Linked DNA regions of Triticum aestivum: region 2 is linked to region 1. A link is a contact called in public Hi-C data. All regions are on one chromosome and are shown on one strand. Each heading gives the region's core, a stretch centred on a gene start, on an enhancer-like site or on the middle of the called end of the contact. The rest is flanking DNA. Distances are from core to core; before and after follow the strand shown.

Evidence for each region. A called contact is a pair of places that touch in the nucleus more often than the background predicts.
Region 2: a Hi-C map of leaf shows a contact between it and region 1, with 3 times the contacts expected there. The contact joins the promoter of LOC123134403 here to the promoter of LOC123134392 in region 1. A contact is called at or near these places in 2 of 5 Hi-C or Micro-C datasets (leaf and root) and 1 of 1 datasets of contacts at active chromatin or transcription factors (leaf).

The regions. Positions count from the first base shown.
Region 1 is chr1B:493,821,660-493,825,136 of IWGSC CS RefSeq v2.1, reverse strand. It overlaps LOC123134392 (FT-interacting protein 3), which reads left to right and starts at 2,059. Exons shown (of 1, transcript XM_044553656.1): 1 at 2,059-3,477. The coding sequence starts at 2,277.
Region 2 is chr1B:494,087,685-494,091,362 of IWGSC CS RefSeq v2.1, reverse strand. It overlaps LOC123134403 (myb-related protein 308), which reads left to right and starts at 2,002. Exons shown (of 2, transcript XM_044553665.1): 1 at 2,002-2,377; 2 at 2,472-3,254. The coding sequence starts at 2,115. The coding sequence ends at 2,952.

The DNA of each region.
Region 1 (3,477 bases), core at 810-3,309:
AAGCTAGGACACGCACATCTGCCGCCCTCGAACGATGGTCGCGCGCACATGAGAAGCCCCTAGTTGCCCTTTTTATACCTGTTTTTTTTTCTCGGAGATCATACTGCACCAACTTACCCACTAGAGCGGGGCAGTTTACTAATACTGTAAGACGCCGGTCGCGGCGAAGACCACCGTCCGCCCTAGATCCAGAACGGAGTCGGAGAGGAAGGACGCATGGCTCAGACCGGCCTCGACCCGACGACCGCGTCCCTTGTTTTACCCGGGAGACCGGCGGTGGGGCGCTGGTCCCGCTCCCGCTCCCGTGGGTGGCGCCTTTGAACTGTTCCCGCCGCGCCTTCGCGCACGCCCACAGCACAGCAGCGCCCGTTCCCCGGCCCATGCGAGCTCGACCGGTGAGGAGGAGGTCACTCCATCTCCATGTGCGCCCCTGCCCGAGATCGCCGAGATGTTCGCGCTGGTCTATGCTCAATGACTCAGCGCTCTCCTGGCCCTGGCCCTGGGCCTGAGGCCACCAACTTCGCTGGACCCGCCGGGCACCCGTGTCCTGCTCGGCGTACGTTTCCCCTTGGCAATGCGATGCCAGTAGTACAGTGCGGTGCACGATACCTCACCCCCAGCGTGGACGACGCATGCATATTCTACCGTTCGCCGTGCTGCCAGCCAGAGCCAGGAACAAGAGCGGTAGGTGAGCGGCTTCCTCCGTCGCACTCATGCATGGTCCATGTCACCTATCCTAGCTTGTCAATCACCTGTCGTGCCTAATCAATCTACCAAAAACGCTCAAAAGGGAGGAGGCACTTGAAAGTGACGCGAGCTATGCCTATGTGCGCCATTGTGCGATGTACTCTACTCGCCAGCGTAAAATTCTCACTCCGAAACTGGGCGGCCGCGACACGGCTGACTCACCAGAGTTTGGAGCTATTCCCCTAGGGAGAAGCCTTCTCGCCGACTTTCGCGACAGGAGCGGTCGCCTTTGTTTATCATTCGGAAAAAGAGAGAGACGCTTTCGGAAAAGCGAAGCTAGTATGAAATGTCTATAGCAGTACTAGCCCGTCGCACGCGTAAAAGCGAGCGAGCGCGAAATTTATTCGAGATTTCGCAGCATTGTCTGGCACAGTTGCTGCCTGCTCGACGTGCAGCAACAGTGTGCGTGGCTGCACATGGAAATTTACCAGATGCAGTGCACGGATGTCCGGAAAAAAGATAGAAGTACGTAGCGAATATACTAGTGAGGAAAAAAAAAGAGAAAGATACTACGCAGTAGTGAGGAAAGTGGAATTTTATATGGGATGTTTGAAAACGGAGAGGAAGCGAGGCAACGGCTCACGTCCGGATTGCACGGACGAAGGCGTGAAGCCATCAACAAACAGCGATTTCGGGGAAATGACAGGGACCGACCGACCGAGCTCAACGTCCGTCCGCGCCATGCCAACAACCCCGTATCTCAGGCTTTGCTGCGACGCACGAGATCGTCTGCGGCGACCATCTCCGTTGCTTCAAATTCAAAAGCACCTGACGGCCTGAATCTGTCAAACATACCACTCCAATGTTACTCTGAACATCGGATCGCGAAACGGCCCACGTGACCGTCCCTGGGGTTCGCATGAAACATGATTCGTGGCACGAAAGTTTCGCTGCAGGATGGGCCAGAATTCTCTCAATCATCTTTGGGCGGGGCCCATGCGAGCACGTAAATGGCTAGCAAGAAAGTGAAACAAACAAACAGCGTTGCGGGGGCCAGCGGAGACCCAGTCCCAGTGGGGGCGCACCGGTGGATCTCGCTCGCAGAGGATCCGACGCACCGGCCCGTCGAGCTGTCCAGCACATCCATCCCTCCCGGGTGGAGCCCCACGTTTCGCCGCCCGCCTCGCAACAGGCCGCGCCTCCCACTACGCCAGCGCCTTCCCACGCCGTGCGGGGTGTCTCCAACGTCACTGACACGGCGGCCACGGGCTGCGCTGACCTACACGTCGGTCACGTATCGTGCTCTATCGTCTGGGCGTCTAGTCCTTGCGCTTTATCTACCCCTTTTTGTTAGATACGGATATACGAGGGACACCCGATGCGGATCTGACGGCCGGGATTCGTTTCGAGGTGCTACAGATCCCTCTACCGTACCCTGCGCACGCACGCTCCCCTCCATTGCGCTCCCACGGCACCACCCCACCACCAACTGCTCGACGGAATGCCACACTAGCCCCCACTCCACTCCCCCCCCCTCCCTTCCCCACGCCGCCGCCGCCACCGCAGAGCGACGGTGCGACCCCGCCGATATGAAGGGAGCAATGCAGCCGCGGCCGTTCATGATGCACGGGCCGGGGGGCCCGATGGCGCCGCCGCCGCAGCAGTTCGGGCTGACGGAGACGCGCCCGCCGTTGGCCGCCATGCTGCGGCCCCGCTTCAACATCCCGGGCCTCAACCCCTCCGCCGCCGCCGCCAACGCCGCGGGCAAGATCTCCTCCACCTACGACCTCGTCGAGCCGATGCGCTTCCTCTACGTGCACGTCGTCAAGGCGCGGGACCTCCCCGCCGTCTCCCCCACCGGCTCCATCGACCCCTTCGTCGAGGTCAAGCTCGGCAACTTCAAGGGCACCACCGCCGTCCTCGCCGGCCACCATAGCCCTTCCTGGCACCAGGTCTTCGCCTTCTCCGCCACGCACCTCCAGTCGCATCTGCTCGAGGTCGCCGTCAAGGCCAAGGATCTCGCCGGCGGCGACGACATGGTCGGCCGCATAGGGTTCGATCTCTCCGAGGTCCCGGTCCGCGTGCCGCCGGACTCCCCGCTGGCGCCCCAGTGGTACAGGCTCGACGGCAAGCGTGGGGAGAAGCTCCACCGCGGCGAGATCATGCTGTCGGTGTGGCTCGGGACCCAGGCCGATGAGGCGTTTCCGGAGGCTTGGCATTCCGATGCGCATGGGGCGGCTGGTCCGTCGGCCGTCGCCTCCACGCGCGCCAAGGTATACTTCTCGCCCAAGCTCGTGTACCTCCGCGTCGCCGCCATCGGGGCGCAGGACCTCGTGCCCCACGACACGTCGCGCCCCATGAACGCCTCCGTCAAGCTGCAGCTCGCCGGGCAGGTGCGGCGCACGCGCCCGGGCGGGCCGCCGGGGACGCCCAACCCGATGTGGAACGAGGAGTTCATGTTTGTCGCGTCGGAGCCCTTCGACGAGCCCTTGCTCGTCACCGTGGAGGACCGCGTCGGGCCGGGCCGCGACGAGCCGCTCGGGCGCATTATGCTGCCCCTCAACGCCGCAATGCCGCGCCATGACCACTTCGGCAAGCCCGTGGAGCCGCGCTGGTACAGCCTTGCGCGCCCCAGCGACGACGGCGAGAAGAAGGAGGGCAAGTTCGCGAGCAAGATACAGCTTCGGATGTCGCTGGACTTTGGGTACCATGTTCTTGACGAGTCGACTTACTACAGCAGTGATCTCCAGCCATCATCAAAGCACACCCGGAAGCCGAGCATTGGGATCC
Region 2 (3,678 bases), core at 753-3,252, 270 kb before region 1:
AGCGGCATCTCGACCGAGGCCTCGCTTGCGGCCGGCGATCAGATCAGATAAGCAAGGACTTTTCGCGCTCCGGAACCCATGCACGCATGCGTGCATTTGCACAGCCAGAGCTCCTACGGCAAGTTGCGGAGCGCGCGTGGAGCTGACTTGAGGCCGCACGCGGACTTTTCCGTCCCGGCCCGCCGCCACTGCTTTCGCCCAAGATGCTCCCGGTCAGTCTCCACCCCTCTTCTCGTGCCGGGATCCCAACCGCTGACCCGCTTTACGCCGATCCTTTTCGCCCCGGTCGGGTTCAGTCCATCTACAACGCTTGCCAACGATGGCCCGTGCCCTGCCCCTGCCGAGAGCTCGCCCATGATATCTCAGCTAGCCTGCGCCTGCAAGAAAAACACGCGGTGTGGACTGTGGTGGAGCCTCCCTCCAACTTGACTCCCTTTTCGGCACGGGACACGACCGATTCTTGCCGATCCGCATCACTAGCACTAGCTCACTGTCGCTGACCGGGTACACTCGGACGAGTTCACTTGAACTCGGCGTGCTATTTTTCTTGTGCAGAACAGGTCGGCACCAACGTCTGCTCCATGCATGAATCACGGTACGTCGGGCCCGATTCAACGGGCTGGGGCCGGGGACGGGGGACCCGACCCGGTACGACCAAAAGTGGTTCCCAACGAAAAGGGAAGCTTGGCACGTTAGTTTTGACCCGGGTGGCGGACACCTTTACCGGATTCTTTATCCGATCCGAGCTAGCCCACCGAGGCTGGGCTGGGCTGCTACCAAACTCGACCTAAACTCGTAGCCAGAATACCAGATGCACGTCACCTAACCCAAGTCCTAAATTATTGCACCCTTCTAGAGGATTTCCTCCTCTAGGGTGTCGTGCACCTACTGCCCGTAAAGCTTGCATACGCACGTACCACGGTTGGTTGTTGCTGATTCCTTCCGCGTGCAGAAGCTTCTTCGATCGGTTCAAGCACTTTTCAAATCCATCTCACATAATTTTGCAAGAACCACCTACGTGGAATTCGGAAGATTCTTGTCTTGGCTTGAATTGACATTCTAGTAGTATTTCTTTGGGTGCGGCTAGAAACCAGCCAGCTAAAAAATTTGGTTTGAGGTCAGTCGATTATGTGAACCGTTGGATGCGAAATCAATGACCCACGGTCTTTCTTCAACCTTCCGACCCATCTTCTTTCTTGAGCCGTCAGCCACCACCGGCCTCACCGCCGGCCCCCGCTGCCTCGCCTTTTTCGGAACCAAGCCACACTGTCGGTCCTTCGCCGCCCTGGCCATCCCTCTATACCACACCCCCCCCCCCTGCGCTGAGCTTTTTCTCCGGCGAATCCCCACACCACCACCACCCTTGCCGAGAACCCAAAGATAGATACTCGGCTGATGACGGCGAGCCCCTTGCTTCTCTCCGGCGAGGCCCTCCCTTCTCATTCCTTCATTCAAAAATCGACTGGTGCCGAATCCGAAAATCACCTGACTGATGTGTGGCTAAAATGTATTTCTTTTGCATTTACGGATGTGTTTGTTGTGCTGTATACTCGTACTGTACCAGCTCTATATGAGTGTATGTATGCTACTGTTCGCCGGTCAATGGGTTCCGTATTTCTACCCATCTAACAGGGAGTACAATAGTACTCTACGGAGCACCAACTTCTACTAAACCTAGCTAGCTCTTAAAGGCGAACATCTTCCAACCGTACCCGCACCTTGCAGCGACGTGTGTGGATTGTGATTATTAAAAATGCCCAGCGAACTCTGCCTACCAAACTCAAACTGTAGCGGTACGTGCCAAGTACGAGAGGGGGGCTGGAACCAAAAACACGCGGGCTCCACCGCCGCAACCGCACCGCCTCCCTCCCTCCCGCAACCACCACCCAACCCAACCCACCCCACCACGCCCCCGTCAAACTCACTACATGCTGCCGAGTCAATGCGGACAGAGAAAAAGGCCAACCAACACACACACCACGCCATATATACCGCTCCGCCTCCGCTCTCCCGCCTCAGAAACAGGAGAGAGCTCGCTTCCTCCCTGCCCTGCCCTGCCCTGCTCTAGCACCGGCCTGAGCTCGCGCGTGGTGTTACTGCTGAGTTTGGCCGGAATGGGGCGGTCGCCGTGCTGCGAGAAGGAGCACACCAACAAGGGGGCCTGGACCAAGGAGGAGGACCAGCGGCTGGTCGCCTACATCAGGGCCAACGGCGAGGGCTGCTGGCGCTCGCTGCCCAAGGCGGCCGGCCTGCTCCGCTGCGGCAAGAGCTGCCGCCTGCGCTGGATGAACTACCTCCGTCCCGACCTCAAGCGCGGCAACTTCACCGACGACGAGGACGAGCTCATCATCCGCCTCCACAGCCTCCTCGGCAACAAGTAAGTCGCTCTACCCATCGGCCTCGTCGACGTGCCTTCTTCGTATACAGCAGTATGACTTCTTTGCTGACGACGGGAATGCTCGCTCGTGCAGGTGGTCTCTGATCGCCGGGCAGCTGCCGGGCAGGACGGACAACGAGATCAAGAACTACTGGAACACGCACATCAAGCGCAAGCTCCTGTCCCGCGGCATGGACCCCCACACGCACCGCCCGCTCACGGCCGTCGACGGCGGCGCGGCATCCCGCCCTGCACACATAGCAGTGCCGGCGAGGGCAGCGCCACCCACGATGTTCGCCCTGCCGACAAAGCAGCCGCCGGTCGTGGAGTCGTCGTCCGACGACGGCAGCAGCGGCGCGACGAGCACGGGGGAACCACGGTGCCCCGACCTAAACCTCGACCTGTCGGTGGGCCCGCCGGCGGCCGACACGCCGACCTCGCACCCGGTCTGCCTCTGCCGCCACCTCGGCTTCCGCGGCGGGGAGGCATGCAGCTGCCGTCAGGCCGACAGCCCGGGCTCCCAGGGGGGCGGGTTCAGATATTTCAGGCCGTTGGAGGAAGGCCAGTACATATGAGACGAGACGAGACGGCTAGGCCCTAGGCTCCACAGCAATTTGCAAGACGGTGAATTTTTCCACCTCCACAGCACCACCGTCTCACAAAACGGTGAAAAAAACGGTGAAAGAATATCTAATCTGTTCATAGTATTTCAACCATGAATATTTGTCCTCTCTGTCCCTAATTTTGTATCGTTGGTTGGTGCTGTGTTTGGTGGAAAAAACGAGGGGATAATGTGACAAAGGTTGGTGTGTGTTTTTTGCGGAAAAAAGGGAGGACCTGATGTGAGGTAGCGGACACATTATTGTTTCGGGCATCAGATTCCGGTGTTCCTTTCCTGTGCAGTTTCGGTCATGTGGATGGATGTTGCGCAAGGCAATCATGTGGTGTGTTTTTTGGGTAGGTATTTCGGCTTGTCTGTGTTTGCACTCCACGAATCCTTCAGTTAGCAGGGAGTTAGGCAGTGAAGAAACTCGTATGGCCAAACAATGCTATTCTATTCTCAAGTTTGGTGCCTTGGGGAATGCGGTTCTTCCAACCGTGAGAGATTTTATGCTTAAACTTTCATTTGGATTGGTTATAAAGAGGTGAAATGGAAGCATTTCGAAGAACTATTAGGGCATCTTTAAGGTGGACACACAAACCTCCCGCAACCGTACAGATCGAGCTATCCGAACCGTGAAAACCATTCAACACCGACCTGTATCGGTCTGCCAGGCGATCCAGACAAGATTTCTCCCGTA